Regions from separate parts of the Hordeum vulgare genome. Here region 1 is linked to region 2. Evidence: chromatin contacts called from public Hi-C data. All regions are on one chromosome and are shown on one strand. The core of a region is the stretch at or near the end of the contact, and the rest is flanking DNA. Distances in the headings are between cores, read along the strand shown. Region 1 has its middle 15 kb from the start of LOC123447389. Region 2 holds the start of LOC123449857 (54S ribosomal protein L19, mitochondrial-like).

Region 1 (4,088 bases), core at 1,416-3,915, 270 kb before region 2:
CCTGAAACATCAGGGAGTTTTTTGAAAAATGCAAAAAACGGTTCGGCTGTGACTACAAGATGGACCGTGGGTTGATTACCTAAAACTGTGAGGGCTTTTGTGCAAAATGACGGAAAACGGTTCGTTTTCACTTACAATTAGACTACGGGTTAATTAGCTGAAACTGTGAGGGTTTTCTACATAATAACCAACGACGGACAACAGAAGCTGCGCGCTTTATTATTAGAGGAGATGTGCCAGGTGCATGATCAATAAAGTCATCGGTGCAACCAATTCAATTCTTTCATCCAACGCATAGATGACCTTTCAGCAGTCCAAAGCTTCACGCTCAGTCCTTGGACAAGTTCGTGGCCCGTGCTTGATACCCGGAATAAGAAAAACTTGCATAGGTGACCTGGCCCGTAACACACACAGCGTGTCGTCGGGACCTCCTATTAAAAGAGGCATCCTTTCGTAAGTCCTATAAAAGCAACTCTATCACACCTTGTATCCGACTGGCCCACAAAACACGTTTGCAGTTTGGGAGAAATCGTTTTTGCGGACTGGTTCAGACGGCTGCAGATGCAAACCCCCCAAACGAATCCGTATTAAAATATATTCGTCGAATATGCTTTTATACGGATCGACTTTCGCGGGCGCATCGATCCGAAAACAGAAAACGCTGAATTCTCGTATTTGACATAAGTTCTCACAAATAAGTTCAAATTCGAACAAACATAATACGGTTTTACGTACAAATAAAAGCCAAGTTCAGTACGACAAATGCAAAAGAGTGACTTGCGTCATCTTGGTCGATCTTCACTCCGCGCCATCGAGTCCATCGTGGAGTTCTTCGATCTTTGGCTTTTCCCACATTTTGATTACGATTGCTCATACGCTTCCGCTTCGATCTCCGCCAAATCGTCCTCACAACCATGATCATCCATGCCGCCCTCCGTTTTATTGTAGTCGAATGCGGCGAACGGGGCTTGATCAATGTCAACGGCGTTGGTGTCCAACAAGTTCACGAACTCAGAAGTTGGATTGTTTGAACCACCGCTATATTGAATGATTAAGAAGTGACGAGCTATCACGACAAATGGCGAAAACGAAATGAAATGGCCATGACCGAAGACGCATACCTTCCTACCATTTCGTCGAACACCTCGCTTGCGGGGGAACGACACCGTTGAACGGCATCGCCGGGGCATCTCTTTCCGGGATGGAGTGAGAGGATGAAGGAGGCGGCTTGTTTGTAGCCGGAATCTTCTTCCTCTTGATGCCCGCGACCTTGGTGACCCTCTCCGCCGCCGGCCGAGATCGCGCAACAACGTTAGCGCCCGGAGCGCGAGCCTTCGCGGCGGGGGCTGCCGGATTTCCGCCCTGCACGACAACGTTGCCCTGCCGCTTGCGGGCAGGCGCGGTGCTAGCTAGAGTCACGGCGGGGCCAACATGGCCGGCGACAAGATCCGCCTGAGGGGAAGGAGCGTGCGCGACCTCGACGGTGACGGGGGGCAGCAAGGAGGCGTCCATGGCGGCGAGGGACTGCCGCGGAGGATGCACCGGAGCGTGAGGTGGCGAGGCAACGGTGGCGGCGGGTGGATCGAGCGGGAAAGGCCACGCGGAAATGTCTCCCCTGCCAAATCTCGCTGCGGATAGGGGCTGAGCTCGGGTCGACCTCCCAACCCGTGAAACTAGAGGTTGGAGGAGAAGTTTTGACGCGCCCCGCAAAAATATCTACGGGCTGGGGCGATATACGGGGTCTGATCGGAAAATCCTGACCAAATTTGGAAGCGCGAACATTTTTTTAAGCTTGAGAACAAGTTTTGAAATGAAAAATATTTTTTTTGAATTCCTGAAACTTAATCAGCTGTTGTATTTAGAAGGAGAAATTATAAATGGAAATCTTTTTCAAATTAATCAGTTGTTGTATTTCTGAAACTTAATCAGCTGTTGTACATGGGCATTTGTAAAAAAAGTTCAAAATGGGAACATTTTTTCAAATTCTCGAACATTTTCCAAACTTCAGAACATTTTTTCAAATTCCGATACATTTTTTGCAAACTAAGAACATTATTTAAAACGTAAACAGAGGAAATTGGGAACATTTTTTTAAAATTCCGAAACATTTTTTAAAGCCCTGGAAATAATTATAGATTCCGGAACATTTTTTAATTTCCTAAAGATTTTTGAAATTCTGGAACATTTTTTCAAATTCTGGAACATTTTTCAAACTCCAAAATATTTTTTGAAAAATCCAGAACATTTTTTCAAATTCCGAAACAATTTTTTTAAATTGAGAACATTTTTGAAATTCCAGAACATTATTTAAAACATACACAGAAAAAATTGGGAACATTTTTTAAAATTCCAGAAAATTTTCACGATTCCGGATCATTTTTTTCAAATTTCGAAATATTTTTCAAATGCTGAACATTTTTGCAAATTCAAGAATAATTTGTCAGATCCCGAAACATTTTTTGAAAACCCAGAACATTTTTGAAACAGAAACAGAAAAGAAAAAAAAAGTTTAGGAAAAGTTTCGTAAAACCAAGACAAACTGGTTGGAACATTTTCCCAAACCGGAGGTATTGGCGTATAAACGGATCGGCCCATTCCCAAACGTGCCCGAAGCCCCGACAAGCGACGCAGAGAGCATCAAATAAGGATATCCGATAAGATTTTCCATCTCAAAAACTCCTCCTATTCGGGGTGCTACGCTACGGAAAGCGTGCTGGGACAAGGCCCTTTTAAGCACGGTACCCTGTTTATTTTATATCTTTTCCCATAATTTTTTATTTTATTTTACTTATGTTTCTTTATTTTCTTTATTATTTTGAAAAATAGGTATTTCCACAAATACAAAATTAGTTTTGAGGATAAAAAATAAATCTGTGATTTAAAAATGTTTACATATTTGACAAATATTCATGATACTGAATAAACATGTTCATGAATTCAAGATCTATGTTCAGGAGGTTTTCAAAAAATGTTGAAATTCAGAAAATGTCCACGAATTACAAAAACAAATCATCAATTAAAAATATATTCGCTGACCCAAAAAAATTTAATGTATTTGAAGATTCTACTTCATTTGACAGATGTTTGTCGTAACAAAAAGTTGTTTGTGCATTTGAAAACAAATTCCAAATTTCCACGAAATATTCACTGATTTAAAATACAGTTCCGTGGGGAAAAAGTGTCCCGAACAGACCCATAAACGCAGGAGACCCTTAAATTTTTTTTAAAGGGCGCGGTAAAAGTGCCCCTCTGATCCGTGAATACAAAATTTTCGTCCCCATCCCGTCGGTGCCTTGTATCTCGCAAAAGCGGATGGCAGGAGGGACATTTCAGTCCGTATTGGTTCCGTCCCCCATTTCATAGCGCCACCGTCCACCAGCCGCTAGCGATTCTGGCCATACCCCCCGCCGGAATCACGTCGCCGGACCGCTCCCGAGCCCGCTCAACCGCGCCGCCTTGCCGCCTCATCGAATCCACCGAGCCCGTCGCCCCCGGCCGCGTGTAGGACCGGATTGACCCCTGCCGAGCCACCGCCGGCTCCAGCCCACCTCTGCCTCGGATTCGCAAGTTTGCCGCCGCCCCCAGCCCGTCGCTGGCGAGTCCTTTCGTGCCCTTGTCTAGTTTGAATTAATGGTGAATCTGGCAAAGAATATCCTTTCATGCGACCTCGGGTGCACCATTTTTATAGATAGATTTGAGCCCTTGCAAGGAGTTTTTGCTCGAGGATTCGTGCTCGTGGGACAACTCGGACATAGAGTCGCTGCTCGAGAGACATCAGCGGCAAATGGTGGTGGTCGTGATCGCCGTGAAGGAGTACGAGGATAGAAACCGGAAGAGACGACGAGGATCGACCGTCGGGCGCTATTTTATCCCTCGCAACCGCCAATTTGGGAACGAGATGCTCATGCAAGACTACTTCGCGGACAGTCTAACATATCCGTCGCACCTCTTCTGAAGAAGGCATCGAATGCGCCAATCCCTCATCATAAATTTTGTGCAAACTTGCGAGGCAAATTCTTGTTTTTTACTCAAAGGAGAAACGCCGTTGGCTTGACAGGTTTTAGCGTATATCAAAAAATATCGGCAGC
Region 2 (3,837 bases), core at 1,011-3,510:
ATATTTTAACTCAAATACTAAAAAATGCAGCTGTACTTACAACAGGTCATTTTCACTTTATTCTGTTTTATTTTTTTTGAAATACTATAACTTTTGAACCGTGCCCGTCGTGTGAAACACAACCGTGAAAAATGGATCGTCGTTCTGAGACTCGGTTCAAAAGTTATAATATTTTTAAAAAACAAAACAAAATAAAGTGTAAGGACTTATGCACACTTCCACGTGAGGGTGCACTTGTTTAAGCCAAATAGTACAACTGCACTTTTTAGTATTAAGATTTTAGTTTATCTTTACTTTATACACACGCGTGTTGTGCATGTGGACTTGCATGGGTAGAACAGTGATACTTTAAGAGGGCCTAAGAGCATCTTCAACATACGCAGAGGCACTGCCCATACAAGAAAATACAGCGTGTGTAATGTTTTTTGTCCAAGTAGGCAGGTGATGCATTGGAAGCTGCAAATTTTAGCGCGTCGTTGTAGCGCTTTAGCGGGCGCACTAAAAATACAGCGCGCCGCTCATATTTCAACCATAGTTCATATATAGAAACTACTCATCATCGTTAGTTCATAGATAAAAACATAGTCCATAGATAAAAAAGATAAAAACATAGTCCATAGATAAAAAAGATAAAAACTACTCCTCGACGTCTTCATCCGACTCGCTGGTGTCCTCCTCCGACTCCTCCGTCGTGATGCGTCAGCCCACCGTTCATCGTTGGGGTCCTAGGTCGATGTTTCTTTAAGCTCGATGTTAAAGAGCGCGGCCTGCTTCTGCATACGCATGTCCTCGTGATAGGCGGCTCGCTTCGTGCTCCTCTCCTCCTTTGCGTGAACAATTCACGCTCGTCGAAGAAGTCCCGCGGGAACTATTGGCTCCGCACCGCCATTGCCTTCTCGTCCATCTCAGCGATGCTGAGGCAGTGCTCCTGCCTATGGTTCTGGCGACGGTCCTCTTCGGTGACAAGCCGTGGGGGAGGCGCTAGCCGTTGCGCCCACTCTAACATCATCACCTCGGGGAAGTTCATCTCCCCACGAGGCGCATCTCGCCGAAGCGGATCTCGACATAGAAGGTGCTGGAGGGGCGCGCGCGGACGCCGCGGTAGCCCGAGCTTCCCTGGCGGCGGCGAGGCGAGAAAGAAGAGCGACGGAGAGGGCGCGTGGCGAGGAAGAGCAGAAAGAAGGCGCGTAACGAGGCAAAACAGTGAAGGGGCGCTGAATTTATAGCGCGCGTCCGCACGCGGCAAAATTACTGCCCATCCCCCCCACCCCGGCTTTTTCCCGCGCACGCGCGCCCTTTTTTTTGCTCGACACTTTTTTCCGCACCCAGGGAACGTACATTTGATTTGGCGCGTCTGTTGAAGATGCTTATTTTTTTCAATGATTCATGCAAAAATATTCAGATTTTTGTGCAATTTTTTTTTTACTTTTAGGATTTAACTATTCATACGGGTTCATTTCAGCTCTAGTTGAGAATAGCTGCGTCCCTGAAAAAACCTGTATTTCGGAGCAGTTTTTTTTAAATGGGGTAGCAGAATTTTTTTATGCTCGGCGTAGACACTGCTCATGATCCGGATATACTCCAAGGTACGGTGCATGCGGTTCTACTTGACAGCTTAGGCAAGTTCTTAATAGCAGGAAACGACATAACGGCTCTTTGCTTTGGGTTGAATCTGGCTCAGTCCTTCTGATGCACAAGATTGATCATAAATTCTAATATATAGAAGGTTATTTCAAGAAAGTTGGCAACTTCTTTAAGGCAGCATCTGCAATATTTGAGGATTGTTATCACATAGCTCGAGAGTTTTTCTCAAGTTTGGTATGAGCACTGCCATTGAGAAGGAAATTCAGTAGAGCGTGAATTGGTTTGAATTGCTAGATTTGTATGAGCTGGTACTTTTTGTTGAGACCACATGCTTATAAGCGATGCTACTTTGATTACTGTCTAATAAGGAGTGTTGAAATCTTCAAAGATGGGTGTGGCTAGGTCTCACATGCCTGAGACTTAACCAAATCTCAATCAAGTGATAAAACATACATATTTTTTTTATAAACCTTTCATGAAAGACCGAAGGATTATAGCATCCATTGAAACATAACGAAGTCTCAGTCAATCAAAACTGTAAAAAGATAAAAGATAGAGAAAGTAATATCCACATCTCTTCGTTCGACTAGGCAAGGCCGGCCCACCCTGCTCTGCTGGGCTCGCTTCCCCTGTGTACATTCCCCAGCCCATCCCGGTCCTCCTTCCCCTTGTTGGGTCTGCATAATGTGACGACGGAAGGCCGATTTAGGGTTTTAGCCCAGCCGCAGCCATTCTCCAACCTCCGTCCGTGCTCTGCTCCCCGTGCGGAAGGCGGCTGGCCGGCGGCAGCTACGGCGGCGCGCGACCGGACGACGTACACGCAGGTCAGTTTTGCTCCGTCACAACGGGATCTGACCTCAGGTTCTCGTCCCGTGAAAAACTCTAGCCGAGCGCCCGCGGCTGCCAAGAACGCCGCCGTTTTGGTATCCCCTTCATGTCCATGGGGTCTGCGTAGATTTGCGTGTTTAGATCTAAAGGAACCCCGTACTGGAACTCCTGCCGCAGAGAGTGCTCCTTCTTGGCGGCAGACTCGAATTTGTCACTTAGATGCAACTATTTTGTACGTACTAGGCATAATTTTGCCTTATTTATGTTCAGAACGTGTCGTTTCAGTTCAAGAGTGATGATTGAAGGCGTGGAACATATGAACTCCGAATTTGTCACTTAGATGCATGCCTTTGTTGACCAAACACCGTCAATAACAGTCTCTTTGGTCATTTTGGGTTTAAAGAGCCAGAGCCTTCTCTTTTATCTCAATTTACTGGAAAATGCCCTGCAGATAGTTGTTGTTTAATGTGAATGTAAAAATCTTGATTATTTAGATACCATTGCACCACGAGGTTTGGCTGAAACATGGTTGAAGCATTACATTTCTAGGAAGAACTTTGTTCTGTACCTGCTTTGTTAAAGTTCGTACATTAACGGTTGTGGCGTAGTTTGAATTTCCCAAGTGGGAGATGTTGTGCTATGTTCCTATGGCTATGCTGAAGGGAATAGAAGTATTGTGTATTTAGCTTATCTTAGCCTTATGGTATGTCTGTTACATGGCGTTTTCAGTTCAGAGTAGTGATTGGAGGCAAGTAACTGATGAGGTCTGAATTTGTCACTTAGACATACAATTATGGTTATTAGCCTATCTTAGACTTATGGTATGTTTGGTAAGTGGTGTTTTAGTTCAGAATAATGTTTGGAGGCAAGTAACTAAGGAGTCTGCATTTTATGCCTTGCATACCATGCTTTTGCTGAAGGACCCTCTTTACCAAAACAGTCTCTTTGGGGACATTCTTGCAAGCAATTGCATGGTTGTTCATCCATTGTTGGTCACATAGCCAAAACAGTCTCTTTGGGGGCATTCTTGCAAGCAATTGCATGGTTGTTCATCCATTGTTGGTCACATAGTTTCTTTGTGGGAAATCGTACACCTTTTTCAAGTAAGTTTCTAAGAAGGCGGACTAAGAACAGTTGGAGTTTACTTCAGAAACCTTTTTGTTTTGACAAAAACATTTTGTTTCAGAAATCCTTGTTTGTTCTTCACTTAAATTACTCTTTTGAGTGGATCTTCATTTTGGTTACTTATTATGTCCCACTAGCTACTGATAATTTGTTATGAGTAGTTTCTTTGTAAACATGCCATATTGATTGATGCCAGTTTTTACCGCAGATCTGCTAAAGGAGCAACATGGCAACACTTAAAGATGTGGCAACACGGAAACCTATTCTAGCAACAATCCGCCTCCTGGTTCCTGCTGGAGC

The links. A called contact is a pair of places that touch in the nucleus more often than the background predicts.
Region 1: a Hi-C map of leaf shows a contact between it and region 2, with 5 times the contacts expected there. The contact joins the enhancer-like site here to the promoter of LOC123449857 in region 2. A contact is called at or near these places in 2 of 6 Hi-C or Micro-C datasets (both in leaf).

Annotation. Positions count from the first base shown.
Region 1 is chr4H:593,358,423-593,362,510 of MorexV3_pseudomolecules_assembly, reverse strand. No RefSeq gene overlaps it. Among protein-coding and RNA genes, the nearest start is that of LOC123447389, 15 kb to the left of the region's middle. Within about 2 kb of position 2,665, at least 1 of the 3 cell types and tissues checked has open chromatin away from gene starts, as enhancers often do. A contact at or near this core is called in leaf, where this site is marked.
Region 2 is chr4H:593,092,755-593,096,591 of MorexV3_pseudomolecules_assembly, reverse strand. It overlaps LOC123449857 (54S ribosomal protein L19, mitochondrial-like), which reads left to right and starts at 2,260. Exons shown (of 2, transcript XM_045127209.1): 1 at 2,260-2,408; 2 at 3,746-3,837. The coding sequence starts at 3,764. It also overlaps the pseudogene LOC123450865.